Regions from separate parts of the Sus scrofa genome. Here region 2 is linked to region 1. A link is a contact called in public Hi-C data. All regions are on one chromosome and are shown on one strand. The core of a region is the stretch at or near the end of the contact, and the rest is flanking DNA. Distances in the headings are between cores, read along the strand shown.

The links. Hi-C and Micro-C count contacts between places; a contact is called where the count stands out from the background.
Region 2: a Hi-C map of liver shows a contact between it and region 1, with 4 times the contacts expected there. The contact joins the promoter of IPO8 here to the promoter of ETFBKMT in region 1. A contact is called at or near these places in 1 of 5 promoter capture datasets (liver) and 1 of 47 Hi-C or Micro-C datasets (liver).

The regions. Positions count from the first base shown.
Region 1 is chr5:42,573,773-42,577,818 of Sscrofa11.1, forward strand. ETFBKMT (electron transfer flavoprotein beta subunit lysine methyltransferase) reads right to left here and starts at 2,211. Exons shown (of 4, transcript XM_021092089.1): 1 at 2,058-2,211. LOC110260715 (a long non-coding RNA gene) reads left to right here and starts at 2,278. Exons shown (of 3, transcript XR_002344057.1): 1 at 2,278-2,406.
Region 2 is chr5:43,097,510-43,101,555 of Sscrofa11.1, forward strand. It overlaps IPO8 (importin-8), which reads left to right and starts at 2,240. Exons shown (of 25, transcript XM_003126400.5): 1 at 2,240-2,673. The coding sequence starts at 2,590.

The DNA of each region.
Region 1 (4,046 bases), core at 961-3,460:
CGTGGGGAAAGAACAAGGGTCTGACGGCCAAACTGATCTCGACTAGAATATCTGGACCTCTAAATAAATAATACTGAAAATCCCAAGGCTCACTGACACTTCCAAATGCTATTACACAGTAAGAAAATAGTAGTAGCTCTGTATCAGATGATGCACAAATACAAGTTCATTTTAGGTGAAAGTGCTCATATATTAATTTTGGAAAATCCAATCTTTTATTTTTATTTATTTATTTTTCTTTTTATGACCGCCCCTGAGGCATACAGAAGTTGTGAGGTTAGGGACTGAATCAGAGCTGCAGCTGTGGGCCTACACCATAGTTCATGGCAACACCAGATCCTTAACTCTGTGAACGACGCTGACCCTGAATCCTCATGGATACTAGTCAGGCTCTTAACCTGTTGGGCCACAAGGGGAACTCCAAGGAAAAGCCAGTCTTTTAAAAGATGCCTTTTCACAACAGAATCCTCTTAATAATTTAGAATAACAAATATACAAGCATTTGCTTTTGAGAGAATCCTCAGGAACATGCCTGTTACACACAATAAGATATACCTTTAAAGTTCTTTCATACATTTAATAAATCACTTCCATTTAAGCAGGGACTTTGCCTGGCAACTTTGAACAAAATAAACAAAAGTCCCTCTCTTCAGAAAGCTTAGATGCCAGTGGTGGAATAGAGCAATTAACAGGGCAAACATAGTTCTTGCCTTTATGAAGTCTAGCCAAAAGTTGTACAGATTGTCAAATTTTAACTGTGGGTAGAGATAAATTATACTGACTGCACAATAAAGATAGTCCTAGCATAAAACATCAATGTAATAAAGATTCAAGGGTTTTTCCTAAAAAAAAAAATATTAAAAAAAAAAAAAAAAACAACTATAGAGGAGTTCGCTTCGTGGCTCAATGGTTAATGAACCCGACTAGGATCCATGAGCATGCAGGCTTGCTCCCTGGCCTCACTCAGTGGGTTAAGGATCCAGCGTTGCCCTGAGCTGTGGTGTAGGTCACAGGTGAGGCTCGGGTCCTGAGTTGCTGTGGCTGTGGTATAGGCTGGCAACTGAAGCTCCAATTTGACCCCTAGCCTGGGAACTTCCACATGCCTTAGGTGTGGCTCTAAAAAGCAAAAAAAAAAAAAAAAAAAAAAAAAACCTTTAGATTTAATTGTAATAAAAGAATATCAGCTCCCAAACCTCTTTCTGTAAATACCTCTGATGAGTCATCTTTACCAAAACTGGACTTAATATAAAAAGACACCTTGATAAGAATAAGCAGGAATGAAAGAGCAGTTTAAACAGAAATTATACACCCAGTTGTTTGAGACCTCTGATCTAATCTGCGTAAATATTTTAAAGTCTTATATCCACCCAAGTATTTAGAGTAGGGGCCCCAAGCTTAAATGCCTACCAGGGCTGGGCTGGTGATAGATGTATGATCCAGGCTGTTGTTAGATAACAGAGGGGCTGTGGCAAACTGTAAACTGTTTCAAAACAGTCCAAAAGGGCCGCAAACTGCTGCCAGCCAGGGACTCCTGGGCTGATCTCCCAATCGCTCAAGATAATCCAGATATTTACACATAAACTCTCACTTAAACTGGCACATAAACTGGCAACTAATTAAAATATCAAGACACAGGCGGGCCACAATGCCTCTCAGACCAGTTTGTGAACTCAGGATGGACCTCCAGTGGGTATTAATAAAATTAGCCCACGTTTATGCTTTTGGAATCCCAGGGTCTAGGCTGACCTCATTGGACTAATCCTGTGAGGACCGACCGGGTCAGCCCTTGAATCCCAAAAGTCCAAGGTTTAAAAAGAAATCAAATAGGAGATTGTGGACACCATTTCATCCAGACCGATGTCGCTCCCTCCCAAGCCAGCACCAATGAAACAGCACCCCTTATGAATATGTGATTATGTGCTGGACACTTGGTACGTGGAATGATTGCTAAGGAAAGAAGACGGGTTAAAAAGACGGGTCCAAAAGTATTAGCACGTGATTTCCCTCCAAGGAGAGAGTCAACCTTAAAGGGGCAGGCACAGTTCTCCTCTCCTTACCCGGCTGTGCTAACACCGCCTCAGGAAGCTAAGCACTGGGCACGTCTGTCACTCTCCTCTGCCCGTCTTTTTGCACCTTCTTTATGACTGCAAGCGGGGTCCAGCTTCCTCAGCCAAGCCGGCGCCCAGCCCAGCCCAGCCCAGCCCAGGCTCCGCCCTCCTTCCCGGCAGCGCCTTTTCTCCTTTCGCCTGCCCTTCTTAAAGGGACAGGAAGTTCGAAACCACCGGGCTTTCAGACCTCCCTTGGGAAATAGGGGAGCTACAAATACTGATTTCTTGAAGATCCACTTTGAAGCCCTGGAGCATCTGCTTCATGCCAGTCACACTCCTAAACACTGGGCATAGAATGGTGAGCAAAATAGACCTTTAATAAACCTTTAATAATGACGCTTACTTTTGGAGTTCCCGTCGTGGCTCAGTGGTTAACCAATCCAACTAGGAACCATGAGATTGAGGGTTCGATCCCTGGCCTTGCTCAGTGGGTTAAGGATCTGGTGTTGCCGTGAGCTGTAGTGTGGGTGGCAGATGCGGCTCAGATCCTGCGTTGCTGTGGCTGTGGCTTAGGCCAGTGGCTGCAGCTCTGATTAGACCCCTAGCCTGGGAACCTCCATATGCCGCGGGAGCGCCTCAAGAAAACGCAAAAAGACAATAATAATAATAATAATGACGCTTATGCTCAACTGTGATTAAATCATAATGTCCTCCCTGTTATAATTTCATGCATGCACAATCTTTTTAATTTTCTTAATTACAGTTTATTTCGATAGTACTCTCTGATTCTCTTGCTGTTAATAATTCTTTATTTTTTATTTTTTTGCTTTTTAGGGCTGCACCCTTGGCATTTGGAGGTTCCCAGGCTAGGAGTCCAGTGAGAGCTACAGCTCCGGCCTACACCAGAGTCACAGCAACACAGGATCTGAGCAGCTTCTAGGACCTACATCACAGCTCACCGAAGCGCCAGATCCTTAACCCACTGAGCGAGGCCAGGGATCAAACCATGGTTCCTAGTGGGATTTGTTTCCACTGCACCACGATGGGAACTCCCTGTTAATAATTCTTAACAGACATTAAAGATTAGTTTGCCTAAGAAATGTTGTTTTTTGAGTTTCCATTGTGGCTCAGCAGGTTAAGAACCAGAGTAGTATCCATGAGGATGGAGGTTCCATGGCTGGCTCAGTAGGTTAAGGATCCTGCGTTGTTACAAGCTGCAGTGTAGGTAGCATACATCGCTGAGGTGGGGTGTTACAGTGTGGGGCACAGGGATGCAGCTGCAGCTTCAATTTACTCCTGGCTGGGAACTTCCATATGCTGCAGGTATGGCTGTTAAAAAAAAGAGAGAAGTGTTGTTTTTAACTAGCTTCTGTATTCTATCCCACTGATAGTTTTTAAATTGATCTGCTTCTTTCCATCTCTCTTGCTATTGCCTTAGTTTCACTTTATGATTGCTTGCCTGAATTCCCATAACTGGTCTCTGCAATCCTGCTTTCCTCTAGCCCATTCTCTGTAGTGCAGCTTAAATTGTTGTCTCTGAAACTTTCATTCCATAGTCCAGAAAAAGGCTTTACATTCTTAAAATAATCCCAAAGAAACAGACTATAAGCCCATCACAGCCACAGCAGTGAGGGATCCAAGCTGTGTCTTCGACCTACACCAAAGCTGATGGCAACACCTGATCCCATACCCACTGAGTGAGGCCAGGGATCACACCTGCATCCTCATGGATACTAGTCACATTTGTTTCTGCTCCACAATGGGAACTCCTGAAATGTTTTCTTTCTTTCTTTCTTTTTTTAATTTTTTGCTTCTTAGGTGCAGCATGTGGAAATTCCCAGGCTAGGGGTTGAATTGGAGCTACAGCTGCCAACCTACACCATAGCCACAGCAATGCCAGATCCAAGCCATGTCTGTGAACTACACCACAGCTCATGGCAATGCCAGATCCCTGACCCACTGAGCAAGACCAGGGATCGAACCCACATCCTCATGGAT
Region 2 (4,046 bases), core at 990-3,489, 520 kb after region 1:
CAGGAAGGCTACACCATTTTAAACTGCCAACAATATAAGAGTGTTCCAGTTTCTATGCATCCTTACCAGCATTTAGTTGTGGAATATAAAGATATTGTTTATCTATCTATCTATCTAATCTATCTATCTATCTATCTATCTATCTATCTATCTATCTATCTATCTATCTATCATCATCTACCTATCTATATCTGTATGTAAAAGGTACAGTGCCAGATACTAGAGAGAGAGATATTTTAAGAACTAAAACTGTCTCTTGCATATATCAAATGCATGTATCTTTAGATACCAACTAAATGATCTGTGTTGATTTTTGTTGGCAGTTTCAGTAGGGGAAACGAGGGCAGAAGTCTGGGAATAGCCGATGGAAGCATGGAGAGGAAGCAAGGAAGTAGAGAAGAAACGAACACCATTCTTTGGCATGAAAGTGAAAAAGAATGAACAATAGGGAGTCCTCTTTCGCTGCAGTGGGTTAAGAATCTGGTGTTGTCATTGTAGTGGCTTGGGTCACTGCTATGGCTTGGTTTCAATCCCTGGCCTGGGAACTTCCACATACTGTGGGCATTGTCAAACAAACAAACAAACAAAACAAACAAACAACAACAACAAAACCCCAATAGCATTACTGAAGAAAGTTTTTTTTTTTTTTTTTTTAAACTGGGGGGAAATGTTTTTAGGCTGAGGTTCAATCAGTGGAGAGAAAGAGGTTGAAAATATAGGAAAAACTTTTACAAACCATTACAAAATCAAATGGTTTTTTTTTTTTTTCATCTTTGCAGGGCTCTGTGGAAAGAGGTAGGGAGTTTGAGAAGGGTCTCAAGGGTTGGGACAGTTGCTGAGGTGCTGAAGATTTTGCTGAACAAAGGAAACAAATAGGATTGTTGAGCCCGATAAAAGAACACAGTGTCAATTTGTAACAGTGTCAATTTGCACAGTGGGTCAAGGGTAGATATGAAAAGTTAAATTGGGAGTTGAACAGCAGAGAAGGATGTGTATGTGGTCAGGACTGGATAAGCTAGGAGGACTGAAAAGTGACTGGGTTGGAAAACAAGTATAGAATTATTGAGGGAGAGAAAAAATGGAAGAAAAGGGTCCTAAATTGAAAAGAGGATACTGGAGTTAAGGTTTCAGAGGTCAAGGAGTTTTAGATCCCTGAGGTCCAAGAGAGTGGGATAAGGAAATAGTGTGAGGATGAAAGGCACTATGTTTCATAATAACTTGAAGTGCTAAGGAGTTTGTATTTTACCTGGAAATTGATAGGATATCATCAAGTAAGGAACATGACAATATTGACTGTTAAGAAACATTACTCTGATGGAAATGTAGAGAACAGGCAAAACTGGAGAAGCCAGAGAACTAGGCACTTTTGCACCCAGCTGAAGGGTGTGGTCCCATTTACAGCTTCTGCAGAGAGGAGGGATTTCAGGCATCTAAGTTTTCCGCCACGTATTTTCTACTCTACATTGAACCCAGTTAACTGAACCAGTCCTTCCCGATTATCTGCTCCTGGAACGATCACACCCCTTTTAATTGCATTTTGCCCACAGTCATCTTTACAAATGTAATCTGAACTCTCTTTTTCTGGGTTAACCTCAGGAACAACTAGCTCTTTCATATTTTTATGCTATTGAAATTGTGGGGCCAGATATGTCCACAGTGGAAACAGTATAACCTTTCTTGCCTTTAACTGTTTTTCTGAAAAGATTTGAAAAAATTTCGGAAACTCTCAGGCATATCAGTTCCTCTGATCTCTGTATTTCCACAGTTACTTTGTTTAAGTATATTTTTTGTTTACCTTTGTGTCTTCTATCACACCCTAAGTTCCTTCATAGTAACCTGCATTGAATTCATTTTGTTATAATGTGGTACCTAAATATCTCAGTACGCGGGCTCAAAAATACATGTTTAAAAATGTTCAGTCAATGAGTGTGTGAATGAAAGAACTAATGATGGCTCCCACAGACCGAGGGAAGTCCGTCCTCCCGTGGGCTAGATGATCTCAAGGTCCCAAAAAGTCTGCTCTGGAAGAGGCTCCGTTGTAATGATGCCCAAACGGTTCTCGGACTAACAAAAAGTGCCGCTCCATCCATACATGCTTAATTTGGAAGCAGCTGTAAGAGACACCTAGCCAGCTCGTTTCCCTCTCTGGGAAGAGGCGGGAGGCTGTTTTCCGTATGGCAGCAAGGCGGCCTCCTGCCGGAGCTGGTGAGACGTTTTCCTCTGGGGAAGAAGCCGAGACCACTTTCCGTACAGGAGCATGGTGGCCGCCAGTAGGAGCAGCCATATAGCATCACGCCCGGGGGAAGAGGCCGCCGTAAAAGAGGCGCCGCTTCCTCTTCTTACTTCTCCCGCCTCCCACCGGCTGTCGTAAAAGGGTGAATGGAGAGCGAGTTGTGGGGGGTAGAAAGGGAGGACAGGGGGCGCGGAGTCAGAGTGGCGCAGCAAGTGGCTGCAGGTGGCGACGGTGGCGGAGGTTGGGGAGTGAGGTAGTGCAGGGGTCGCGGAGGAGGAGGCTGAGAGGGTCAAAAGAAAAACTAAAGCTGCTGTCTGGCCTACTGGTCCGGGGGCCGCGGAGCCCCCGCCCGGGAGATGGACCTCAACCGGATCATCCAGGCGCTGAAGGGCACCATCGACCCGAAGCTGCGGATTGCAGCTGAGAATGAACTCAACCAGGTGAGGAGCGGGCCTGCGGCGCCCCCCTGCCGCCGAGCTGGCTCTCGGGGCTCTCTCTTCTCCGCACCCCGGATCTCCACCAGCACCCGGGCCCCGACCCCGACGCGTCTCTCGGCCTGTCCCACCCCCGCCCCAGCCCCCGCTCCGGGGTCCGGTGGCGCCGCTCTCCTGGGATCTTTTCTCAGCGGCTCACGCACCTGTTGGCCACCTTTGCATCTTTCCTGTCGTTTTCCTTCCCTAGTGCAGTTTGTTGAGCCCGTTTGGTTCGCAAAAAGAAGCTTTAGCAAGCTTTGCTAGTGTTTTCAGGGTGTGATTTCTTTTCCTTAAGTTCGCTGACTTGGTGGGAAAATACACCTAAAATTCAAATCTGAGTTCGGTTTTTCTGCAGATCCAGCCCTTTTTAGGTGTTGCTCTGGCAAACCCTGCCCATTGCCTGCTTCTGCGGGGTTGGCAGGACCGTGTAGACACTGATTGGCAGTTTTGTTGGAGCGCTGGGAAATGCTGCCGGAAGAGTTTTTTCATGGTGGTACTGCTTTACAAAAGATACGCCGAGTAATATTTGTAGGAATTTTTTATAAATGGTAAAATGTGTAAGACTTTCTTTTATCTTCCATCCTCTATCTTTATGAACTAGCCTTAGTTCGAGTGATAGCACCGACATTTCCATACTAGCTTATATTTTCCTCCTCACCTGTAGGAATAAATCACAGCCTTCTCACTAAAAAGTACGAATTAAGGTCTGTTAATGGATAGAGTGACAGCTGTTTGAGGTTGCAGTAATCCTTAAAATGTAAAGAAATATACCTAAATTAGTGGTTCTCAAAGTGTTGCCCAGGATAAGTAGCATCAGTGTCATTTGGGAACTTGTTGGAAGTGCAAATTATGGGGCTTCACTCTAGACTTTAAAGAAACTCTGGGAGTGGGGTCTAATGATTGGTGTTTTAATTAGCTAACTAGGTGATTCTGTGTTTCCTAAAGTGTAACAACGACTTTCCCAAGTAAATGTTCTGTGGGAGTTAAGTTTTCCCTGGTTAAACTGTGAACCTTTGAAAGGGGTTATTTTAATGGGAAATCCAGTGGAATAAGTGTGAATCTAGGATTTCCATGTGTTAAAAGAGTGAGTGACAACACTGACTCTGGAGAGAAGGTTGAGTTGAACTGAAGCCCCAAAGGGAATGTTTTGGTACTTCAAAAAGAAAAGGGCTCTCACTTACAATAGGGGAAAGTTAAAAGACAGTACCTGTCCGAGGCTTTGCAGAGAAAAAGTACTATATACTGCTTGGCTGGAAGAGTAGTAATCCAGGCTTTGGTTAGGAGGGACAAAGCAAGAGCTGAATTTGCAGTCTGCTAGTATGAACAGGGCAGTTGGCCTG